2 separate regions of the Zea mays genome follow, and region 2 is linked to region 1. The links are chromatin contacts, called in public Hi-C maps. All regions are on one chromosome and are shown on one strand. Each heading gives the region's core, a stretch centred on a gene start, on an enhancer-like site or on the middle of the called end of the contact. The rest is flanking DNA. Distances are from core to core; before and after follow the strand shown. Region 1 holds the start of LOC100286124 (dynamin-2A). Region 2 holds the start of LOC606477 (outward rectifying potassium channel 1).

Region 1 (6,556 bases), core at 3,010-5,509:
ACCATCTTTTTGGCGTCGTTTTTGAAGGTCTCCAATGCATTTGATGCTATTGCAACAACCTTGACCAGACAAAATAAAATTTACACCCCAAAAAGGCCAGAACACACTATCAACAAGCAGAAAGAGGAAAAAATGTGTGAAACAGAAAAGGTGATACCTCACGCTTGAATGGAGGATATCTCCCAAGTCCTGGTGTGGCATTTGCGGAAGCATTGACTATGTCTAACAATACACGATGAACCTAATTGAATGTCAAATTAGTTTCCTGTGGAAAGAGGCAAGATGTGCACTAAAACTATATATATAGTATTACTTCACTATGTATACACACAAAGAACTTCACAACAATATACATAAAACATGACTGACAAAGACAATATCAAAGAGCAAAGAGGGCAGTACATATACTAGCACATAGAAAACACTTGATAGACCAAAACCTAAATGGACATAAAGAACTTCCTCTAGATAAATATGGCATGCACTAGTAGTTATTAGCTAACAGCTGAGGGATATTAGTCATGGTACACAAAATTCAACCTCGATTTTAAAAACTAAAATTAAGTAGGCAAGAGCAAGAAGTAGAACAGGTAAAAAAATACACATCATCCAAATGCATCCGATGACGATGAGAACTAAACTTCAATTTATAAGGTACTCCCTCCGCCCCAAAAAGAGTGCAATTCTAGTGCCAAATCGGGACCTAGAATTTGTCCAGATTCAAACCTTCCTTTTGGGACGGAGGTAGTTTTTATCATTGGGCCTGGAAGAGTGGTCTTAGCAGTGCTGTAGAGCACAATAAAACATTGGGATGAGTGTAGACTACAATAGTTCAAAACGCAGCTAATATTCTTCTTCATTGTTTGTCTCTTGAGGGGTAGGGGAGAACAAAAGTAAATGTGTAGAAGCTAACACATAATTCTGGTGGTTTATTTTCTTACTGATTATTTGGGGCGTACCTCTTCAACACATAGTCGTGATGGCTCCTTTGCCATTTCCAGTACTATTTTTATTAAGGATCTCAACCCTTTCTCTGGAGATATCAAATATGGTTGATAACCATCTGCTTCCAAGACAATCTATTGTGTGGAGAGAAATGTGTTTAATCATGTGCTAACTGCCAACCAGAGCTCAATGTAAAATTGGAAGTGATCATACCCTTTTGACGTTGTTGAGATCGAAATGTCGGTCCAACGGTAGCTGTTTAATTCTGTCTGGAAACTTGCCTTCAAAACTTGCAACAATTTTCCATCCAGATCCCTATTACATTAAAAACAGTAAACTTTGTTACTGACATCATTATCAACTATCTAGGAGGTATAACCACATAACCAAATTTGAAGTGTAAGTTCATTACTAACCTCACCAGATGTTATGTGAGCAAGAAACTTGTCCTCAAATTCTCGGCACAGCTCCAAAGCAACTGCTCGGGTTCCTTCGGCACTTTGTACCATAGATTCTCCCAGCCTTGCCAGTTCATCTTGCACCATTTGAGACTTACCCTGAAGTCTGAAATTGCAGCACAACAAGTGGGTTTCATTTTAGCAAAATATGAATTAACACCATCATAGTGAGAAGAATTTGTGTCCCAATATATAGCGTTTATATCTAAGTATTAGATGGCACATAGCAGATACAATGTTACTGAAGAACAAGACATAATTCTTACCCACTCAATAGGTTAGGAACCCGCACTTTCATTCTTTTACGGATTTGCTTAGCAATTGTGTCAACCAAAGCAATTCTACCAAGCTTATTCTGAGGAGATCCAGTTAAGATGTTTTTCAGGCTTTCAGCTTCAGCTCTCCAGGCTGTTTCTAGTGAGTTTTCAGACCCAACTGATTGTGCTGACGCAATTGCAACAGATTGTCCAATTAGAGCAACCCACTCAATGTCAGGAAGGTTTTTTGGGCCCTTGTTTGACAGTAGGGCCTGAACACAGGCTATAGTTTTTGCATCTCCATTTGCTTGATCAACTTTGCTTATAACACCAACTGTTCTTGTCCCTACAGTTACAGTGAATGAAAATACATCAGTTTCTATAATACAATGGCAATGAAATTACCGTGATATTTTAAGATAAGACAGACCATCTGCATCGATATCCTTGGCCAACCTCAGAGCTCGAGATGATGCAACATCAGCAGCTTGCATTGCGGGTATGACAATGAGCAGTATTGCATCATTGTGCCCAGCATACTCATTGATCTAAAGTAAGAAACAATCAGCACTCCGCTAAAGAGTAAGCAAATTGATGGCCTTAAAAGAACTAGATGTGATCTCCATAAGTACAATGTGTAAGGAAAATTCAAAAACTATAAAATAAAATGAAACAAGCTGCAGAGAAACGAAAGCTATGTTCTAGTGGTCCTAAGATGCGAAAGGGACTCTAGCTGAGTTGGTTAGGTGGTCAGAGTAGCACTTATCAGGTCCTGAGTTCGACTCCCTGTGAGAGATAATTTCGTACTGAGGTTAAAAATCTCCTCACCAGTTCTACACCAAAGCACAACTCTAAGACCCAGCCCTGGCTGTGGTCATTCTCATATGAGCTACGGTGCCGCTGTGTATGGGTAGGACATGGGTCCAATGGTTTTCTTGACTTGCATAAGGACTTCTTAATGCAATACATGGGGCTGTTTTACCCGCGCAGGTCAAGTTTTTTTATTGGTCCCAAGATAAAATGTGTAGCTTGTGTTTCAAGATTCAATGGTCTGATGAAAGTTCATTGTGGATATTATGGTGCAACCAGTTAATCAGCACTCCACCTAATCTCTAAGCATCTATGTCTAGCAAAAATAGTTTAGAAATAATTCAAATACCTACCATGGAATCATCAACAGCTCCAATGGTCTGATGAAAGTTCATTGTGGATATTATGGTGCAACCAGTTAATCAGCACTACACCTAATCTCTAAGCATCTATGTATAGCAAAAATAGTTTAGAAATAATTCAAATACCTACCATGGAATCATCAACAGCTCGCTGGTCTATCCCAGGTAAATCAATCAGCTTTAATGAGGGAGCTGAACAAAAGGCAAGAAAAATACGGTGAGGATTTCATAAAGCAGCACAGCAAATAAAAGCAAACTAACAAAGCATATTTAGTACAGAAATTATGTGTGGGTTCACCAATGTTAGAACATATAAACATGTACCCGTAAATGATTATACTGCTCTACAGGCAACTTGCCAACACAGAGCGTGCAAAACTCACAAGCATACATATCCCAGCTGTTATTTCATCATCGTTCAATTTACGCATATCATTTTTCAACACCTTACACCATCACCAAAAGTATGAGCATATACTCAACACCTTGTTCTGTACGATGCTGGTGAAACGGAAAGAAAAACAGCTGCATAGTTGCTTAAATGGTTATACTACTCGCAGCACAAACAAACCTGTACTGGTCCGCAGTTTGAGGTAAATCTCATCAACACGGCCCCTCCCTGATCCACCAGATGCTCCCCTGCTGAGTCTGTCCTGCAGTGAATGCCGGAGAGCACCTGCAGCACAGCAGAACGAACCAGGAAATTTCAAGGTCAAGATCAGGCTCAGTCCCAAGCTTCCAGAACTCGCTAATAGATGCATGAAGCACGGCCACGAGATCCAACTTACTTGCGGAAACCTGCTGCGACTTGCTGTCGATCTGCAGCACGATGGACTTGCTGCTGAGCCCCGGCTCCCTCTGCAGGTCAACCACTATCGGCGCCCGCGTCGCCCCGTTCTCCCCCGTCGGCTGCACCGCACACCAATACCATCCAAATCCAGTAAAAAACACAGCACGACAAGGGAAAAGGGACGAAAGGGAACTAAGCTGCTCGGCTAGGAGGTAGGAGCTCACCAAGACCGGGTGGCCGATGAGGCTGTTCAGCACGGCCGACTTGCCAGCGCCCTACATGAACAAACGGATCGGAAAAGATCAGATCGGGTCACACGAGCAGTAGTGCGGCACGCTAGCAGCAGGAGCAGATCGCGAGGGGTCTAGTGTGCTGAGAACGGCGGAGGACCGATACTCACGACGTTGCCGAGGGCGACGGCGTTGAGGAAGGTGGTGGGGCGACGCGGCGCGGCGTCGTCGGAGGGGTCGTCGTCGGCGAGGAGTGACGCCGCCTGGCGCATCGACTCGGCGAGCTCCGATAGCTCCTCCATGGCCTCCATGGTCAGTGGTCTCCCCGACGGCGGATCTCGACTGGAGGAGGCAACTGGCGGCGAAGGAGGAGACCCAGACCTGAGCTCTGACGCGGATTTGAAATCTACACGGGGATGGGATGGGAGAGACGTGGGGGGTGATGGATTTGGGCGACACACGAGAGGGACAGACTCACATACAGCGGAGAAGGTGGGACTGGAGGAGGCGAGGAGCACATCAACGGACTCGTTTGCTTGCTTGGCTGCGAAGGTGCACATTTATTTTATTTTTTTGCAATAATTACCATTGTAACTTTAGATTATTGGATCCATATGTCATTGACTCATGTGAATCTTACATGTAAGTGAGATAGCAATAATATATTAATATATGTCTAAAGTTGTAATCTTCTAATGGTATAGATCCAAATTTTCTTTTTTAGACAATTTACTACTAAAAAATATCAGGTTATTTTCTTGATCTTTAAATTATATTTTTTTCTACATAACATTAAATATAAATTTAGTTCTACTACCATTAGTTCTAATATCCAACGGGATAATTTTTATATAAGGGCTAGTTTTGAGAACCCTATTTTCAGAAGGGATTTTCTTTTTTCCAAGAAAAAATTAGTTCATTTTCCCTTGGAAAAATAGAGTTTCCAAACTAGCCCTAAAAATATGATTTTACCTTTATTGAAGATAGATATAATTTGTTGTTAAGTGTAATATATTTCTATGATAATCTAAAGTGCACTATTTTAATATAAACACTTAAATTTGTATTAAAGTTGTAATAAAAATAACGTTGTTATTTTTTTTGAAATATTGTGATCATTCAACTTTAAATCTCTACATTTATAATTTTTTAAATAGTTTGTAGTACATTGTTTTAATATAAATAATGATAGTAATTTTTATTACAAAATTTAATACAAAATAAGTATTTATTAAAATAGTTTACTACAAATTATTATTGAAATATATTACAACAAATTATATGGGCCACCTTTAATAAGGATAAAATCATCTTTTTACATGAAACTTAACACAACTAGAGACAAGACTAATGGTTCGGTAGCCTAGAGCGGTTAATAGACTATACCTAAAATTTTCACCAAAAACTTCAAAATAAAGTCAAATTACCAATTAGACTGTTGTTAGCCGGTTCAACCGCTACCAGGGGCACTTGAACCACTATGAACCAGTTCAACTGCGAGAGTAGATCTAAATCAAGAACAACGCGGATAATAATAAGAGTTTCTTTTAGACACGAGTTCTAGGGACAATCTAGATGAAAATGTTATGGAAGTGAAGCAACTCTACAAAATCCACACGCGCGAAGAATCACACAACTCCTTGCTTGTTAAAGATAAATCACAAAGATGAACACAACAAGAACACAAGATTTATCCCGAGATTCGGCCACACCGCAAATGTGTCCTACTCCCCGTTGAGGAGCCCACGAGGAGCCAGGTCCTTTCTAACCCTAATCCTCCCTTAGCCGACCATGAAGGTCAAGACAGTTCCTTTCTCAAATTAGCTCAAAAAGCAGGTGATACAAACTTCTTAGGGTCGTCCACAAATTCGGAGACTCCTAAACAACCTCACTCATCAAGGAACACTAGGTTCCAAGAGTAACACATTCGCACGAGTTGATGTTTGCAACAAGCTCAAATAAGGGAGAAAAGAGAAGGATAATGGAAACCAAATCGTGGATTCAAGGAACTCAAACCTCACACCAAAATGCTCCTTCAATCAATCGAAGAGCGCGAGATTTGGGGTGTGAGAGAGAATTGGAGCTCTTGTTTGAAGTTTGGTGGGGAGTAAATGTGTTGAGCAGCCAAAGTAAATGAGGGGAGAGAGAGGATAGGATATATATAGGTGGCTCTCTCAAGAGGGTGACTATTGAACTTTCTGCGCAAAATATGGTTGAATGGCACTCCAAAGTTGGTAGAACTGGTTTCAACCGGTTTTGAGCAGAGAGCTTGAAAGGGAAATGTGCCTACCATCCATTTCTACTTGTTTTGGTGATTAAGTGTTCAACACATCATCATGGACTAACTTGTGTAGTATGAGTACGAGCACAAGTCTACTACAATGCAATTTGAAGACATTAAGTCCAAAAGAGCTTAAATGGAGGCCTAAAATGCAACTTGAAGAGAAATGGTAAATTTGTGAGGTTTACACGCTTAAACATGTTGCATATGTTCATTGCAATGTTTCTAGCACTTTTATTTGGTCTCTAACTCTTTTTGTAGAGAAAAGTGCATTTTGGACCTAGCGTAAGCAAAATAGGGAACTAAATCGAATATTTTTGAAAGAGGTAAGTTTTTCTAACTTAGTCCATTGGATTAAGTACTAATAATTTGTGCCTAAGTTGTAGGGAAGCTTCTAAGAAGAGACGAAAAGATTGGAGAACT
Region 2 (5,903 bases), core at 618-3,117, 270 kb before region 1:
CAAAATTTATCCTACGTTATATATATAATTTAAACTTAAGGAAGTCTGATGAACCTGAATCGACGAACAAGACGAGATCGGCGCAGTTGACACATCCGCACCCACCGGCAGGATCAGCCGATTTTATTAACCTGCTATCTGAAAATGGAGATCATGCAGTCACATGATTCGGTGGTTGACAGAAACGTGTCATCAAAAGGTGAAAAAGATGCTCACAGCGGAAAACCCTCGTGCTGCGTCGGTCACGCGCGACGCAGGCCCTGTGTACCCTCAGGCCATGCATGTTGGCTCGGACAGCACAAACTTTCGGCGCTGATATGATGTGTGATTGATGTGTCCGAACTCTGAGGATTGATGAGCTGCAGACTGCCGGCGTTCCGATCAGCCGAATAGGGGGAGTACACTGTACACTGCAGCCTCCTACTTGACTTGCACAGGTTATTACCAGCTTGTGTCAACCTGACCCAACACCAGATACGGACCGTGTTGAACTACTCGTGACCTGATCCGAACCTGGCTCGACCCGAACGTTTGAACAGATATACTTTCGTGAGCTAATCAAAAGAATAAGTTTTTTTTAAAGTGTTGACACATGATGGTGCTGGGAAACCGTGCTTCATAGTAGTAGAGAAATAAGTAATACTCCCTCTATTCTAAATTAGTATTCACTTTTAGCTCTTATTTTTTTTATATCTATATTCAAGTAAATGATTATAAATCTACACATATACAAAACATATACATCAATTATTATATTATGGATCCACTAAAAATCTAAACCGAACTTTAATTTGGGACCGATGTACAGTAGAAGAAAACTACAATGTTACGGCGACATAGCTTGGGTTTAATTTGAATATTATCCAATCCAAGACTAGCTAGCTAGTACATTATGTTTACTTTCTTTCACTTTTATGGACACAAATATAGGACAATTAATTATTTCGATGTGGCCTAGCAAATATCGAAAACGACACAACATTGTATAGTGGTACGGTAGTCTTGATTATAACGTCACCATACGACACTGTGCATTAAAAAAGGTTACGATTTACGAGAGAATGTATTTTTTTTTCATTTTTAATACAAAATGTTACAAGAAACATCATCCACGGTTGTCCGACATAGATTTAAAACTCATACATACATAGATCACGCTAATTAAACAAAAACGTTAAATAAGGGGAACATAACTGTTGTGCACGAGCATTTGATGCATATGTGTTGCAATTTTGCAAATGAACTAACAAAGTTAACAAAAAAATCTTAAAAGAATTCATGTATTCTTTCCACCCTACACTAAGTATATATGTCAACAACTAATATGCAATCAAGTCTTATGCAAGCGTGCAAGTGAGGTTCCTGGTTCGTTAGATTATAATTCAACCATGTATCACATTTAACACTTAAACTCTTCCACTACCAGCTCATGTAGATTTATACCACGATCATGTCTACAATTAGATTATGGTCTAACAGACTAATTATTAAGAAGTTCGCTTGTCACTTACACATAAGGTCTGATTGCATATTAGTTGTTGCAATTATCTATAAAGTTTCAAAGTTAAATCCGTTATACTTTAGCTGTAATACAAAATATGTAATAATAATTTGAACTTGAATTTTTTTATATAATTGGATCAAGTTGGAAAAAATATGTATAATTTTTTAGATTTTGTCAGTTTATGTACAACATATATGCACCAAAGTCTATACGATATGTTCTTTTAAATAAAACATCTCTAATGATAGAAACCCCTGGGCGCTCTGGTTTTCTTTTTCGGATCTTCGCTCTCCCGGCGCACCGCCCATCATCAGTTCGTCGCCGCGGTTTAAAACCTTTTCATTTCACGGCTTCCCCTCCCACTAGGCCACTACTGCTACTGCCCCACCCTTGGGTGAGCTCCGCCTATAAATGACAGCCCCGCCTCCCTCCAAGTTCAAACGCACGCTGCACGCTCGCAGGCGGCCGACCGTGGCCCCCACCACCGCCTGCCGCCGCCACTGCCCCCCTCTCCACTCGGGATCCCGTCCTATCGCGGCCGCCGCAAGCCATAATGGTGAGGGGGCTGGGGTCGAAGCGGAGGGTGGCGGAGGAGGAGTCCTCGGAGGAGGAGTACGAGGTGGAGGTGGTCCGCGACCACATCGCCTCCTCCCGCGGCAGCCGCCTCGCGCTCTTCGGCTCCGAGCTCCGCCTCGGCCGCTTCCGCCCGCGCCGCCGCAGGCGCCTCCCGCTCGCCGGGGAAGGCGCCGCCGAGGGCTTCTTCCACGGCCTCGTCATCCACCCCGACAACAAGTACGTGATCGACGCCGTTCCCACCCCGCGACCTCGTTAATAATTTGCTTTCGAAGCTTCCGGTTTCGCGCGCGCGATGCCTGTTGCTTGTTCTGGAAGCTGCCGCCGGCGAGGTCCGACGCGGCGCGCTAGATCGGTCGGCGTAGGTCCGATCGTATGGCTCCCGCGAATCGCCAGAACTGATCGTGTGATCGATCACGACCACAAAAACCCAATACTACTATTTTATATAAAAACTTCGTCGTCATCTGCGTGTACTATGTTTTTGGTAGGTAATTACCACCCACTAATGCCCCGGGCAGCAGGGGAATGTGAATCTCCCGGCCGGAAATATTCCTTATTTTTTTTCTATTTGAAGCTTTTGGTCTGATCGATCTGACGTTCGTGTTGTGGATCACTACGCGCGCGACATGAAGCTGACGGTGAACAGATCGAGAGCGTGCATCATATCAGCATCCCAGTCCCAGCCGCGAATTTCTCGCTACGCTTTAGTTGTAGTTGATAATGAGCTCGCCAGCTACGCAAAGCTACTAGTTGGACAGCCACCCCCGGTCACGGGGTAGGCTTTGACGGCCACACGAATATTATCCTTGCTTTAATTCAATCACTGCACGCTGCTAGCTATTTTTTCGGCACGAAATTACTTTCTTTTTTTTCACCCTTTTTCGTTTCTGAACGCAGAGTTTAATTTTGCCACCTATATAGTCACTACATATAGCCAAATAAGGATCAGCAAATATGCTTCCTAGGATCCACACGGCACAAGAATAATGTTTGCTAGATTGTACATATTATTAGAATTGATTAATGCAACCATGTCAACCTGTGCTTTACAATATCGGGGCTATCAGCATCGGTTTTACATGCGTGCTTAGATGTTACCAGGAAAAGATCAACCATTATTTATAACTCTAATACATAATGAAACGCTCAGTCTGCATGCTTATCACAATCAATAGGATACCTATAGTACGTAGCTTATAAAAGCACCCTTCCTCATATATGAAGGCCAACCAGGTGTACGGGCAACAACTGCGGAGGCTAAGCACTCCGAGTTTGATTTGGTTACCTGGCTGATCTGGACGGATGGGTTTAAAGAATCCATCTTCATCAGCATGCCAGGAGCTGTTTCGGACTCTTACCCCGGTAGTTTATCCTTGGCTGATGACGAAGCATCTGGGTTATAGCTGTCTTGATGCACAGATGTTCCTTGACAGCTACGCTATTCCGGTTGATTGATTGGGACTTCCGCGGTTCCGGGGTTAGCGGCGACCCGCCCACATAATAATCAAATCCGAGTTAGCGCGCATATTTTGGAGTTTCACCACCCACCCCATCATCAGCGTGACATATGTTATATGAATATATGAGGCCAATTGTTTGTGGATTCGTTTCTTCTTTATATATTCAGGCTACTTACTAATTAGCTCAGTACTTGTTAGAATTACTCAGGCTACTTACCATCAGCATGACACCAATTTTTTTATCTGAATATAATCGGCATGACAACATCAAAATGTAATTTTCTGTTCAAACGGTAAATTCGATTCCTTGCTTCTTTGGCTCCTTATCCCCCCCCCCCACCCCCCACCCCCTTTTGTTTTTGCTAATGGTTACGAGAGACAATATATATTTTGTCAACTGGGAGCCTGCTTTACCTAAATATCAGAAATGGCGAGGCACTATATATCCAGTTACCTAAATCGATTGGTCCATTGGTGTGGCTATCACCTTGAGCTCCTCCATGGATATAGCACTGAAACTTACCTTGTACAATGTTATTGATGCTAACTCATATACAATCGTATGGTGAAATCTTGTTACTGCCTTCATCATAAGTATGATACACGTTACTGAATCTGTGAAAAAAATTAAATTACTTTGGAGTTTCCTTCAGGTGGTACCGGTTATGGACCAAGTTCATACTGGTTTGGGCGGTGTACAGCTCCTTCTTCACGCCCCTGGAATTCGGCTTCTTCAGAGGCCTCCCCAAGAACCTCTTCTTCCTGGACGTAGCTGGGCAGACTGCATTCCTCATCGACATCGTCGTCAGGTTTTTCGTGGCGTACCGTGACCCAGACACGTACCGGGTCGTCTACAGCCCCGCCGCCATTGCGCTCCGCTACTGCAAATCGAGCTTCGTTTTCGACCTTCTTGGTTGCCTCCCGTGGGACGCTATCTACAAGGTCACATGATGCACACTCTCCCTTCCTTGCCCCCCAGCTAGAAAACCTCCATCTCCTAAATTAACTATCCCATTCCCATGATGGATTCCGTTCCGTCACACAGGCTTGTGGGAGCAAAGAGGAAGTAAGGTACCTGCTGTGGATTCGCTTGACACGGGTCACCAAGGTCACGGAGTTCTTCTGGCGTTTAGAGAAGGACATACGCGTCAACTACCTCTTCACCAGGATAGTGAAGCTCATAGTCGTGGAGCTCTACTGCACGCACACAGCGGCCTGCATCTTCTATTACCTGGCTACGACGCTTCCCGAATCCATGGAAGGGCACACGTGGATCGGGAGCTTGCAGCTGGGGGACTACAGGTTCACACATTTCAGGGAGATCGATCTCGCCAAGCGCTACATAACGTCCTTATATTTCGCCATCGTCACCATGGCAACCGTTGGTGAGAAACTATGAATAATCGGCATCCTGGTTTTCTTTCTTTCTCCACTACAGGTCGCCAGCTGTTAATTTTTTCCCCTCTTCAGGCTACGGGGACATCCATGCCGTCAACATCAGGGAGATGATATTCATCATGATCTACGTGTCCTTCGACATGATTCTAGGAGCCTACCTGATCGGCAACATGACCGCGCTCATCGTCAAGGGCTCCAGGACCGAGCGGTTTAGGGACAAGATGAAGGAGGTGATCAGGTACATGAACAGAAACAAACTTGGGAAGGAAATAAGGGAGCAGATCAAGGGACACCTGAGGTTGCAGTATGAGAGCAGCTACACCGAAGCATCCGTCCTTCAGGATATCCCGATTTCTATCCGTGCAAAGGTACAGTTTTTCTTATGCTTTTTTCCATCCTCCTGTACGTTGCAGCTGGTGCGTGATGAATTGTTTCGCGCCTGCAGATTTCTCAAACGCTGTATAAGCCATATATCGAAAGCATTCCACTGTTCAAGGGATGTTCCGCAGAGTTCATTCAACAGATTGTAAGTGTCATCTCTTTCATCCCAACTAGCTATGTGTGCTGAATGAACTACAAGGTAGGAAGAACTCCAGCAGGGTACCTTGTTGTGATATTGTTCTCAATCCCAAGATTTATCGTCTGACATGTTCTGCTGTAAAGGTGATCAGGTTGCAAGAGGAGTTCTTCCTACCAGGAGAAGTTATATTGGAGCAGGGAAGTGCAGTCGATCAGCTGTACTTCGTCTGCCACGGTGCACTGGTGAGCTCCCATGAAAAACAGCTGCTCTTCTGTAACCATCTTATCTTATGCTTGGGACATGTTCTTCTTGTCTGCAGGAAGGTGTAGGCATCGGTGAAGACGGGCAAGAGGAGACTCTGCTAATGCTGGAGCCAGAGAGCTCCTTCGGCGAGATCTCAATCCTCTGCAACATCCCGCAGCCCTACACGGTCCGCGTCTGCGAG

What was found. Hi-C and Micro-C count contacts between places; a contact is called where the count stands out from the background.
Region 2: a contact with region 1 is called in a Hi-C map of leaf, with 4 times the contacts expected there. The contact joins the promoter of LOC606477 here to the promoter of LOC100286124 in region 1. A contact is called at or near these places in 2 of 25 Hi-C or Micro-C datasets (both in leaf).

The regions. Positions count from the first base shown.
Region 1 is chr6:126,138,553-126,145,108 of Zm-B73-REFERENCE-NAM-5.0, reverse strand. LOC100286124 (dynamin-2A) reads right to left here and starts at 4,259. Exons shown (of 22, transcript NM_001159012.2): 1 at 4,023-4,259; 2 at 3,847-3,897; 3 at 3,621-3,741; 4 at 3,404-3,508; 5 at 2,963-3,024; 6 at 2,091-2,208; 7 at 1,670-2,006; 8 at 1,362-1,509; 9 at 1,159-1,260; 10 at 960-1,079; 11 at 158-241; 12 at 1-59. The coding sequence starts at 4,163.
Region 2 is chr6:126,406,698-126,412,600 of Zm-B73-REFERENCE-NAM-5.0, reverse strand. It overlaps LOC606477 (outward rectifying potassium channel 1), which reads left to right and starts at 1,867. Exons shown (of 11, transcript XM_020539471.2): 1 at 1,867-2,296; 2 at 4,194-4,482; 3 at 4,586-4,925; 4 at 5,011-5,306; 5 at 5,384-5,464; 6 at 5,602-5,700; 7 at 5,778-5,903. The coding sequence starts at 2,058.